Linked DNA regions of Mus musculus: region 1 is linked to region 2. The links are chromatin contacts, called in public HiChIP or PLAC-seq maps. All regions are on one chromosome and are shown on one strand. Each heading gives the region's core, a stretch centred on a gene start, on an enhancer-like site or on the middle of the called end of the contact. The rest is flanking DNA. Distances are from core to core; before and after follow the strand shown.

Region 1 (6,147 bases), core at 3,366-5,865, 460 kb after region 2:
GCCAGTGGCCAACTAACATCTGCTGGTGGCAGGGGGTGGGGAGCAGATTCAACAGAGCAGCTTCACATCCAAGCTCTCTCTCATTTAACCCTTTCAGTAGCCCCATGTGACATAAATTTCTATCCTCCTTTTATAGCTGATAAAACAAGGCGCCAGAAAGCCCAAGCTCGCATAGCTAGTTGGAGACAGCACTGGAATACATCTGTTTGGCCCTTTGTATTCTGCCAGGCTGGTCCATGGTCTATCTCTCAAGACCATGGTTGGGGAGGTATTGATGGTGATTCCAGCCCTATACCAACCGGATCCTTTTCCTTCCTGAGTGAGGTCAGAGTCTTTTGTTCCTGGCTGACCTCACTATGTCTTCTAAGTAGGCCTGCCTCATGGGGTTATATACTTTGCTGCCTGCATGAATGGACCCGGGTGACCTCCAAGGTGGACTGAACTCCAGCCAAGATTCCTCGGGCAAAATCTGTGTTGGCCCAATGGGGGTGTCTCATTCTTTCTAATGCACAAAGGTCTTAGTGAAGGTTTGGAAAGGCTGGGTTTTAAGAAACCAAGAATATTTAAGTGCCTTGGAAATCGTTCAAGAGAAACACTTTAATGTAGTCCAGGCTTGCTGGCCAGAAACTGTGAGGTTTTCTTTGACTCCTGCACCTAACCAGATGCCCGGATTCAGGTGCACACATGCAGGTGGAGCTAACCAGGTGTGCTTATTTGAACAGAGCCAAGGGAGACAAAGGGGGAGGCAGCAGAGGCTGCGGAGAACAAGGAAGAAAGAACAGGCAGATGCATGATTGGGAGACTATACTTTAAGAATTATTATTATTATTATTATTATTATTATTATTACTACCATTACTATTATTATTTCTACAAATGGTATTTTAAGTGTTACAGCTCTGGGGGGAAGGTATCCTGGCAGTCAAGAGCCAAGGTATACCACAAAGTCACGCTGCACAACAAATCTCATACAAGACATCTATTGAGAAAGACATAACAGGGTGGCTGCCTCTTCTCATGAGAGGAACAGCATAGAACTGAGCAGGAGGCAGGCTTTATGTAGGGTTCTTGGTGGGGGTGTGTGTGGATGGCAGCTTTCCAGGATGACCTGGTATTGGTAGAATTCTGTGGCCTGACCTTGGAGAAAGCTCAGGGACTGGTGTGATTCTTTGGCCTGATCTTGGGCTTCTTGTGTGTGAGTGTGTGTGTGTGTGTGTGTGTGTGTGTGTGTGTGTGTGTGTTTAGGTCAGTCTGAGTGCCTGCATCTCAAGGGGGTTGTAAAGGGTTGTTACAACCCTTAGAACAGTTTGGGGGTGGGGGCCTGGCTACTGGTACCTCAAGGGGCTTACAGTAGTAGTATTGAAGCTCTTTCCTACCAGGAAATGACAAAGGAAAATAGGGAATAGGAGTGAGGACTGGATGTTGCAGGTAGACACATTTTATCTCAGCACTTGCTATGATTCCCTACAGGACTTTCTAGGATCTGACAATCTGCCTGGGGAGGGAGTGGTACTCCCCATCTTCTCTAGCATCATCCTCATCCCCAGGACTCCTCAATTTCTGTGGTCCAACCATATTGGCCTCTTAGATACTCTAGCTTCCCTTTTCCCTTCTTCTAGCTTCTTACCCCAATTTGCTTAACACTAAATTCAGGTAGGTACTGCACCATATTGTATGTAATTATAAAACTTGTCATTTTGTATTGTGTGACTAGAATTAAAGATATATTGCTACTTGATGGCATTAAGTTGTTAGGTGGAAATTACTCTACTTAAGAGTAGCCCATGATGCTAAGTAAGGAGGCACACTCCTGTAATCCAAGTATTTGGGAGAGAGAGATGAGTGATCAGGAGTTCAGAGCCAGCCTGGACCACAGAACAAGTTTTAAGGTCAGCCAGGACTGTGTGAGACCCTTTCTCACAAATAAGGAAGAGGAGAGTAAGGGAAAGGAAGAAGAATGGGAAGAAGAAAGGAAGGAAAAGGGAGATATAGAGAAAATAAAAAGGAGGAGAAAAGGTAAAAGTAAAAATAAACTAAGTAAATAAATAGCATACAACACTAAACCTTCAAGGAATAGATGGAAGTCCTGAGGGGTAAGGTGGTTCAGGACCTTGTGTGGCAAAATTAGTAGCAAAACTCTTCTTTTGAGAAGTTGAGGGATAGTTATATTTCTCCAGGAGAAAGTCTTGGGAGGAATCAGGTAATGAAGAGTAAGGTTTTAGGGTGTGGCAAGATGGGGCATCTTGGGAATATTTTAAGGAAAGGAAGGTTTTAGTGTATAATCTGAAGCTGTGGGGATTGCTACAACTAAACCCTGTTTTGATGATCTCCTCACATGTAGCTCTAGTAACCCATAAATTGTCTTATATAAGCAAAGTGGAAATTGAAGATGGACTGTGGTTCATGCCCAGTTGTTCATATGTAGACCAGAAATAACATACATAAAGGAATTGGGTGGCCCATGGACTGAACAATCAGGAGTATGGCTAGAAAGACCATGAAAACCTAAAAGATTATATACACACACACACACACACACACACACACACACACACACACACACACTTGGGATGACCAGGAAGTGGTTGTATTTGGTGGTGTTTGGGGTGTGTTCTAGTTTGCTTTTCTGTCACTGTGATAGTGCACTCTGAACCAAAGACAGCTTTAGAGAAGAAAGGGGGTTTGGACACAATCTATCGTTGAGAGAACAGAAACTCGAGGAAGGGGCTTGAAACAGAAAGAATGGCAGAACACTCCTTAATAGTTCATTAGCTCATGCTCAGCTAGCTTTCTTACACATCCCAGACCTACCTAGCCAGCAATAGTGCTGGCCGCAGAGGGCTGGGCCCTCCTACACCAATAACCAACAAAGATAGTCTTTAATGTGTATGGGCACAGACCAATATGATGGAGATAGCTCTTCAACTGAGGTTACCCTTTCCTAGGTCACTCTAGGTTATGTCAAGTTGACAATAAGGGTATAGGGTTCATCATAGATTGTAGATGTTCCCAGTTATTACTCAGTAGTGATTAAATATTTGTGTTATCACATATCACCAACTGCCTCTTTCCACGTAGACTCACAAAGAAGAAAACAGTATACTTTCCATTCTCACTGGTGTGTCTTAAGCACTTGATCATAGCGTGGACACGATTGGTACTCAATATTGATTCATTGGGTGGAAGATGGGGGAAATGAATGAATGGATGCCATATCTTCAAGGAGTTGAAAAATACTGAGAAAGGTGATATGGAAAACATCACAGAAATAACTAATAACTATCTGGGAGGATAGAAGAGAGAAAATTAAGGGATGAGTCTATCCACAAGGATTCCTGGAATAATAAAGTATTCTAGCATATTCTAGTAGACATAGCATAGGAGAGTGGGGCAACATCCTTCAGGCACAGAAGACCATCATCTTCCTGTACTCTTATCGGTGAGAGAAACTTTCCCAGATACAAGTAGGAATTATATCCTCTATAATAAAATTGTTGAGCACTTAAAGTTTACTGTTAAAAGGCAGGGTCTTTTTAAGAGCAATTAATACTAAGTGTGTTTTAGGGTGTGTGGGGGTCAAATTCTAAGTCAAGCATTGTGCAGAATTGTTCATGGAGCACCTCACTTAACCCTCACAACAGAAGCACTAAGGGATGGCAATATTGCTGTTTGCAATAAGGAAGCTGGACTTCTGGTTCAGTAATTCCCCCAAGACCATTCAGTGGTAAGACTTGAATACAGATGTGGTATGTCAAGCTTGAGGTGGGGGGAGGAAAGGAGGGAGAGAGAGCATCAGAGAGAAAGAGTCAGAGAGAGAAGAAAAGAGAGAGTCAGAGAGAGAGAGAGAGACTGCTCATTGGATCTGCACAGAACCTGACTGGGTCTTCTTATGACTTAGGACCTTAGGACTTTGGAAGAACACTTTCCACCGTGTTTGAGACATGAGCTGGCACTGGTCTGGAACTTGTCAATGCAGCTAGTGTGGTTGACCAGCCTTTTTCTGTCATCCCATCCCTAAGTTTACAAGTGCACAACATGGGGATGGAACTCAGGTTTTTCATGCTTGCATGGGCAAGCGCTTTACCAACTGAGCTATCCCACTGGTCCATATCTTGCTGCCAATGATCATCATCACATTAGGGCACCCAGGACATTTTCCGCCATCTTTCATTTACCTATTCACTTAGGCTGTATGCATCATCCCCTACTGCAAGGTCTGGGGGAACCTCTGAGTAGGTTTCATGCTTTTACAGAAGGATCCAACCTTTTGCAGGATCTTTGGAGCTGTGGGAGATCCCTTGAGATAGGGAATTTTTTTCCTGGAGTCTTATGTTCTAGACGATCGGCTGCAGGCCTGCCCTGACTAGGTCTTCTCCAGCTGGCACAAGGCCAGGATGTTGGGGTCAATTTCCCTGTCTGGCTATTCCTGGAAGCCTTCTGAGTTTCGGTTGCAGACAGATAAGCTAAGCACGTCTCTTTCCCGGGCTTTCCACATGACTGTACCTCCATACAACTCCTTCATTTCTCTGCTCGCTTTGATCAGAGCTCTCTGGGGTACAGTAGAGGAAGGGGAGGAGAAGAGCCTGAATTCCAGGCCTGAGGCTCCCTGGAAGGTGGCCAGTTCAGTCTGCTGAATGCGAAGGAGCAGCAGGCACACTCAGCCTCGGAGCTCCCGGGAGGGAGGCTGTGGCTGGTGCCAAATGCAACTCAGTATATGCTGTCCCTGCAGCTCAGGGTACATCCTTGCCCTGGATCTGTGGAGTACAACTCTGGATCTAACACCATTAAATTGGTGCCTGTTGGGACAGGTCAGTAAGTGCCAAGCTGCAGGGAGAGTACACAGAAGGTTCTGCTCCGCCCATCTACATACCTCAACTGGACTCATTTTTGGAAGCCAGCTGGCAGGCATCCCTTGCCCTTCTAGAGCTTTCTAAAGCAGCTAAGGGAAAGAATGACTAGAAGATGGTTCCCTTAGGATGCAGAAAGCCTCCTTCAGCAGTTGGATTATACACAGAGGAGGTGGGAAATGAGGAGGGAGGTGACTTGAGATTCCGAAGGATAACTTTTCATTCCTTCCCCCGTTTCTGAATGGAGCCTGTGTCCATCTTCCTACTGAGGCTGCCGTCCTTCCAGCATGGGCTCTGTGTTTGTATGCATGTGGGTGTACATGTATGTGTCAGGGTGCACAAATGTGGGCGTGGCCAGAGGACAACCTCAGTTGTTATTTCTCAGACACCACCTATTTTATATTTTTTATATTTTATTTTATTTTATTTTATTTTATTTTATTTTATTGAAACAGGGTCTCTTACTGCACTGGAACATGACTAGTAAACTGGGATGTGTAGCCAGAAAGTTGTTGCAGTTTGGTCTGTCGCTATGTATTGTAATGCTAAATTCTATACCCAAAGGCCTAGGCTTACCAGTGACTTCTCACGGTTAGCAGCTTTTTGTTGTGCAAACTTTGTTTCTCGATTTAAAACTATTGGTTAAATCTAATTGGCTACAGCCAATTACTGGAGGTATTAGAGATAGGTGGTGGGTTTGGAATGACCTGGTTGGAGGAGAGACCAAGAAGGATGGAGGAAGGAGGAGGAGGAGAGAGGAAGCTGCCATGAGGGAAGATGGCCAATGAGCACATGGCCAGGAGAAACAGCAAGTGTCTAGGGGTACACTACTGGGGAGCTAGCCAGGTCATCAGTTAGAAGGTAGACTAGGGGTTACCCCCCCTCCCTGGCCCCAGTAATTGTCAAAGCCAAATAAAATAACAATAGTTTGAGTCTCATTTCTTTGCAAGCTAGTTAGGGATAAACTTAAATTGCTTGTACTGCACACAAAGGCCTGGGATTCACTCATCTCTGCCTCTCCTGGGCTGGGAGTGCACATGTGTACAATGGCTATTTGCTGTTGTTTAATCTGTCTCTATCGGGTGTTCTATGGATGACAATCAGGACCTCCTGCATATAAGGCAAGTGCTTTAGCAGCTGAGCTCTCTTCTCCAGCCTCACCTGACTCTGCTTCTCCTTCCCAATCCTTCGGCAACCCATAGTGTTTGTTCCAGTGAAAGGCTGCTACGCCTGGAAAGTTGTGCATTGGAGCCCTGGAGCATACAGTCCTAGCACTTAGTGTCCTTGGCTAAAAACCCCT
Region 2 (5,878 bases), core at 2,253-4,752:
AGAATGAGGAAGCTGAGTTATGAACAGTTTGTTCCAAGTGGTTGGTGACACAGGCTAAGAGCCTCAGAGTGATGGAGGCCTGCAGGCAGGGGGCTGGCTTTTCCTAGGTCTTTGTGGCTTTAGTCTTTGTGTTCTCCTGGGCTACCTTTCCTCACAGTAGTGATCTCTGGATGCAGGTTCCCTGTGTGTTGTATGAGATGACCTCTAAGGTCTGGGGTTTTATGAAAATGTCTTCCACACAGAGGCCAAAACCCAGCTGATCATGTCTGCCGACCACCTGTTAGGTCATGTGAGCAGCTCACAGCCTCACCAGAGAGACAGACCTCTACACTGGTCATTATACTGCAGCTAGACAAGTTCCGGGGTCCAGTTATATGTAGGATATTTTAAATATTCTCTCTCTCCTTCCTTCCCTCTCCCTTTCTTCCTTCTGTCTGTCTTTCAAATGCACTCATGTAACCAGGGTGGCCTTGAATTCACTAAGTAGCCTCGGCTGGCCTTGAACCTGATCCTGTATCTCCTAAGTGCTGGTTACAAGTGTGCACTATTACGCCTGTTCTATGTGTTGCTGGGAATCAAACCCAGTGCCTCATGGATGCTAGACAAGTTGGACCATGCTACCAATGAGTCACACCCCCAGTTCCCCCATTGAAAACCTTTGTTTTGTGTGAGTGTCCCAAACTTTATTCATCTACTGGGACCCTGGTTTGTGTCTCTCCTTTGCAGCTCTTCTCAGGGCCAAGGCAATCCTAATCCCCTGGGGCCTGCAGAGGAGGTCCCTGATAATCCCTGTCCTACTGAGGGACTGTCTAAACATGTGACTCCTTGGCATCCAACACAGCAGAGGGCACATGGTTGGTGCCTGCCAAGTCTCTGCCTGCAGCTGTGTCTGCCAGCCTCCTGCCTGTCAATCAACAGGAGCACAGCAGTTAAAGCAGCCACGCTAGTCACACTTGTTATTAAGTATAAAGGGAAACATGGTTCAGGCCAGAAGATGTGGCAGCCAGAGGCCTCCACGGTACCAGCTACTTACAGGGGAACCAGCAGGGCTAGGCCTTCCCTGGGTATCCCCATGCTGCTCTCCAGAGGAGGGGCTAGGGTGTTAGGAGATAGATGCCAACCTAAGGACAATGGCTATTAGCCCATTTCCCAATTTTACCAGTGGCTATCACTCCCAGGTACTGGGAAGCACTGCTCTTGTTTAAAATATTGTCCTTTTGTGACTGCATGCCCTGTGTGTGTGTGTGTGTGTGTGAAGCTCAGGTGCCATTCCTCATGTGTATCCATCAGGGTCTCTCACTGGCCTGGGACTCTCAGAGCAGGCTAGCCTGGTTGGCTAGTGAGCCTCAGGGTCCGCCTATCTCTCCTTCCCAGCACTGGGGTTATAAACATGCATATGTAAAGCTCTGTTCCTGGCCCCGCCCACTTCAGCTGCACAGCCCCCAGTGCCTAGCATTTCTGGCTCCTTGTCTATTAAGCAGGGTTAATATTTATTTTTTTTAAAGGCTGTTGTGAAGACCGCAGAAGATAAGACACACGATGAACAGTCTTCATATCTTTTACCTGTCTGAGCTGTGTAGGGTGACTGTGTTCACTCACAGAACAATCACTGTATCATGGCGGAGTGCTGGCCTCCGTTCTGTGGACGAGTCTTGGCTTTCATAAAGCGCACATTGTCTCAGGGAGACAGAAAAGAAGAAAGCTGAAAAAGAAGCAGGCTCATTGCAGACATTGAGGGGATGCAAGGGCAGGCTGATCTGAGGAGAGTGTTTGGGTATGGGGCCTAGTGGGCTTCCGGATGGGTAGGGTGGTTGTACTGGAATGGGGATTCCAAGACTAAGCGCTTAAGCCTGCTAAAACCTGGAGAAGTGCCACCGGGGCAAAGAAACCAACAGGACAAAATATATTGTGGTGGGAGGAGGCCTGGCCAGTTCAGAGGAAGAGAGAAGGTCTTTGCAGCAGAGCTGGGGTGCGTGGGGAGAGGTGAGACCACATGTAAGGGTAGCGCCAAGCTGTTCCCAAACCTGGAGCTGAGGGTTTGGGGACCTGCGGTGACCCCACAGCTGTGTTGGATGCTAAGGAGTCACATGTTTAGACAGTCCCACAGAAAAGTCGAAGGCCTAAGATGACTCTATGCAAATGACTCACCAGCTTAGGACGCTGTATGGTCGCGGCGGCAGAATCCATGCTCCTTTTGATACCTGAGTTTTCAAACTCAGTTGATAACTTTTGATGCTGACTTTTCAGGGGTTGCTGAAAGCCAGCGTACTGGTCACTTTTCTCACTAAACACCAGACGAGAGCAATGTAAGGAAGAAGGAATTTGTGGATAAAACACGGCCGCAAGGGCATGAAGCCTATGGTTTCGTTGCATCCACAGAAAGAGAGAGCAGCGCGCCTGCGCTAGAAACCTGGAACGTCAATATGGGAACCAAGGAGGCAGCCAGTGTCTAACTTACTTCCAGGGTCCGAGAAGCTCTGCAGGATTCACTAGCCACACACCCCATTCCAAAGTAGCTGTGACTAAGAATGAAACGAAACCATCCCTTCCAGTTTGCATGTATTCTTTTCTTCTAGTGGCTACACAGTCTTTAGGATACAGACTTTAGAGTAGGCTTAACTAGGTAGGAGACCCAAAGAGGCTGCTGGGCAAGTTGGTGAAAATCTTTCTTATCCCAAGGGCAGAGGCTGCTGTCTGTTTTTTTTTTTTTTTTCCCCCATAGACTCAGGTGTGTGTGTATATGTGTGAGCCTCGGCGCCACCTATCTCTCCTTCCCAGCACTGGGGTTATAAACATGCATATGTAAAGCTCTGTTCCTGGCCCCGCCCACTTCAGTTGCACAGCCTCCAGTGCCTAGCATTTCCGTAAGTCTGGCTCCTTGTCTATTAAGCAGGGTTAATATTTATTTTTTTATAGGCTGTTGTGAAGACCGCAGAAGATAAGACACACGATGAACAGTCGTGTATTTGAGTCAAAAAGGTCATTTAGATCTACTGCTCTTGTGGGTCTCCAAGCTGCCTTACTGTTGGGGATACCTGGGGGAACTTGTGATAGTATTAATTAGTTTATTAATTAATAGCTTCTTGGTTTCTGCTCTGGGGAATTCTGACATTTGCATCTGGGTTTAAACGACCTTTGCCTGTATTTCTTTGTGCCCCCAGGATGTCTCAGCTAAGGGCTAGCTTCTAGCTTGCCCAGATTTGTAGGTCCTGGTGGCTATGAGGTACCTGGGAGCCAGGTGTGTGGTCTTTAGGGATCGATCTGGGCTAAGAAGGGCGAGGGGTACGCCTCTGGAAGGAACCCAGGAGAAGCTAGGCATAACACATACATCTGCAAGTCCAGTTTGCAGGGGCAGCACTAGTGACCTGGATAGGACAGGAAGATGTCTCCTTCTTCAGGAAGCTTCTACAAGTAAAGTCTTCTTGCAGGGCCAGGGCCTCCTTGAGAGCGCTGCTCTAGACAGGCAACCGACAGGTGGCAGCAGCGGCCCATAAGCAGCCAGGGTGCAGCCCCAGCAGGGAGGACCACAACACCAGGGCTCGGGTGGGCGCGGCTCCTCTTCTGGGCATGGGGCTAGGCTGACCCTGCAGGGAGAAGGGTTCCTGGGGGCGAAGACGGTCTCAGGTGCAACGTGAGGCAGTCCGATGCGTCTGGGAGGGGGCTGGCTTGGGAGCTGGAGTTAGATCAATCCGTGGGGCATGACACACCCTGGTTTAGTCCTTATGATTTGTGGGAAGCAAGTCATGGAGCTAGGTACCCCCAGGCTTAGCCAGGGTCCTTGGTACACTGCTGCCTCGGTGTGGTGTGAAGACTTGTTTGGTTTGTGTGTATGTGGGGTAGGGGGGGCAGGGGAGAAAGATTAAAAAGAAACCCCTGGAGATTAAAAAAAAAAAAAAAAAGAAAGAAAGAAAGAAAGAAAGAAAGAAATACTGCCCTTTCTTTAAGACTCCTTAGAGCTTAGATTTCTCAGGCTTAGTCAAACCATTCTAGGCAAGAGAAAGGTTAGTGTAGAAACTGCAGATGCTAATAGGATGGGCGGTCCTTTAATTGGTCCCTGCCAGGCAAACCCAAGACCAGCACATTGCCTGGGAGGGTCAGGATTCTTTTTATTAAAAAGCTGGTTGCCCTGGAGGAGCCTCCATCGGATCTGTGAAGGTTTAGGGGGGTTGGTGAGCTCTGAGGACAGGATGGTTAGTTTGGTGTCTTTGCTTTATTCTCATTTAGTTTGTGAAAAAGGCAGTCTCTGTTCTCATACTTCAATAAATTATGGACTTATTCTCTCTTCTCTCTCTCTTTTTGGATTAGGGAAATGGCATGGTAGGCTCCAATGAACTTTAAGCCAGAAATTGATTCTTCTCTGCCATTCATCATAGTAATTGGGAAAAATAATTTTCCTCAGACTCATTTGTAAAATTGGGAACAAATGTTACCTGGGAGGATGGTTCTTGTACTGTCTGCCTAAGTGCTCTCTGGTGTGTGACCATAGTTACTGTGGAGAGCTGTCCCTATAGCCTGAGTGAGATATGCTAGGGATGACACTGGACAAGATGAACATGGGTCATCATGAATCTGGCATCAGGTGGATCTGCCCATGGGTGTGGAAGGGCCCACACTGACCAGGATAATGCTGAGCCTTGGAATCAAGCTTCAGGAATCTTTACAGAGAAGGAATGGAAAGAACCGATAGGCGGCGTCTTAGTTAGGGTTTCCATTGCTGTGAAATCCTACCATGACCAAGGCAATTTTTTTTTTTTTTTGAGACAGGGTTTCTCTGTATAGCCCTGGCTGTCTTGGAACTCACTCTGTAGACCAGGCTGGCCTCGAACTCAGAAATCCGCCTGCCTCTGCCTCCCAAGTGCTGGGATTAAAGGTGTGCGCCACCACGCCCGGCACGACCAAGGCATCTCTTAGAAAGGACAACGCTTAATTGGGGCTAGCTTACAGGTTCAGAGGTTCAGTCCGTTATCATTAAGGCGTGAAGCATGGCAGTGCCCTAGAAGACATGGTTCTGGAGAAGGGGGCTCTACATCCTTCTACTGAGAGCTCTACATCTTGATCCAAAGACAGCCAGGAGAAGACTATCTTCCAGGCAGCGAGGAGGAGGGTCTCAAAGGCCACCTCCACAGTGACACAATTCCTCCAACAAGGACGCACCTACTCCCAAAAGGCCCCACTTCCTAACAGTGCCACTCTCTGGGTCAAGCACATTCAAGCCACCACAGGCAGCAAGGCCTAAATACCACTTGGAGATGGGTTCTTTGCAGACTTCTTCAAGGAACTTAATGTTCTGTTCATAACAAATATAAATATTCTTGTCTGTTGGGTGGGAGTACCTCACTGCAGAGGCCAAGTGTTACTTTAAAGACCAGCCCCTGCTCTCCTATGTAATGCATTCAAGGTTGTGGCCACGATGGTACATTGACTAGAGTCCAGCAATGGCACCTTACACTTATGCACAGGTAGTACTGAATGGACTAGTTAAAAAAACAAAGAAGAAGAGGGTGTGAATTTGGGAGGTGTAGGTGTGTGTGTGTGTGTGTGTGTGTGTGTGTGTGTGTACATTGGTGTGTCTGTGTCTGAGGGGAATGGGGTGAATATAATCTAAACACCTTGTATGCATGTCTAAAATTACTAAAGAATAAATAAAAAATTACATGTAGGCAGTTTCCAAACAGCGTTTCTTTTATTAAAGCATCAAGATGTTTGATAGTCTTTACCTTTCAGCCCTGTAGAATGAAGAAACCGTGTGGTTTCACTGTACTCTGTGTCTCCTGCCTTCATGAAGGTTATTGTGTTTAGGGTCTGAGTTTCTAGCTAATCACTTTTTTTGGTGTTATTTGGCTTTCCATTCTAGCGTGTTTTTGAAATTATTCTGTCT

The links. HiChIP or PLAC-seq counts read pairs in DNA pulled down with a chosen protein or histone mark.
Region 1: a contact with region 2 is called in an H3K4me3 HiChIP or PLAC-seq map of forebrain, with 6 times the contacts expected there. The contact joins two enhancer-like sites. A contact is called at or near these places in 1 of 15 datasets of contacts at CTCF or cohesin (the NIH/3T3 cell line) and 2 of 115 datasets of contacts at active chromatin or transcription factors (forebrain and neural tube).

Annotation. Positions count from the first base shown.
Region 1 is chr9:49,974,854-49,981,000 of GRCm38.p6, reverse strand. No RefSeq gene overlaps it. Among named protein-coding and RNA genes, the nearest start is that of Gm25633, 150 kb to the right of the region's middle. Within about 2 kb of position 4,615, at least 99 of the 459 cell types and tissues checked have an H3K27ac peak or open chromatin away from gene starts, as enhancers often do. A contact at or near this core is called in forebrain, where this site is marked.
Region 2 is chr9:50,435,880-50,441,757 of GRCm38.p6, reverse strand. No RefSeq gene overlaps it. Among named protein-coding and RNA genes, the nearest start is that of Gm38579, 46 kb to the right of the region's middle. Within about 2 kb of position 3,502, at least 42 of the 459 cell types and tissues checked have an H3K27ac peak or open chromatin away from gene starts, as enhancers often do. A contact at or near this core is called in forebrain, where this site is marked.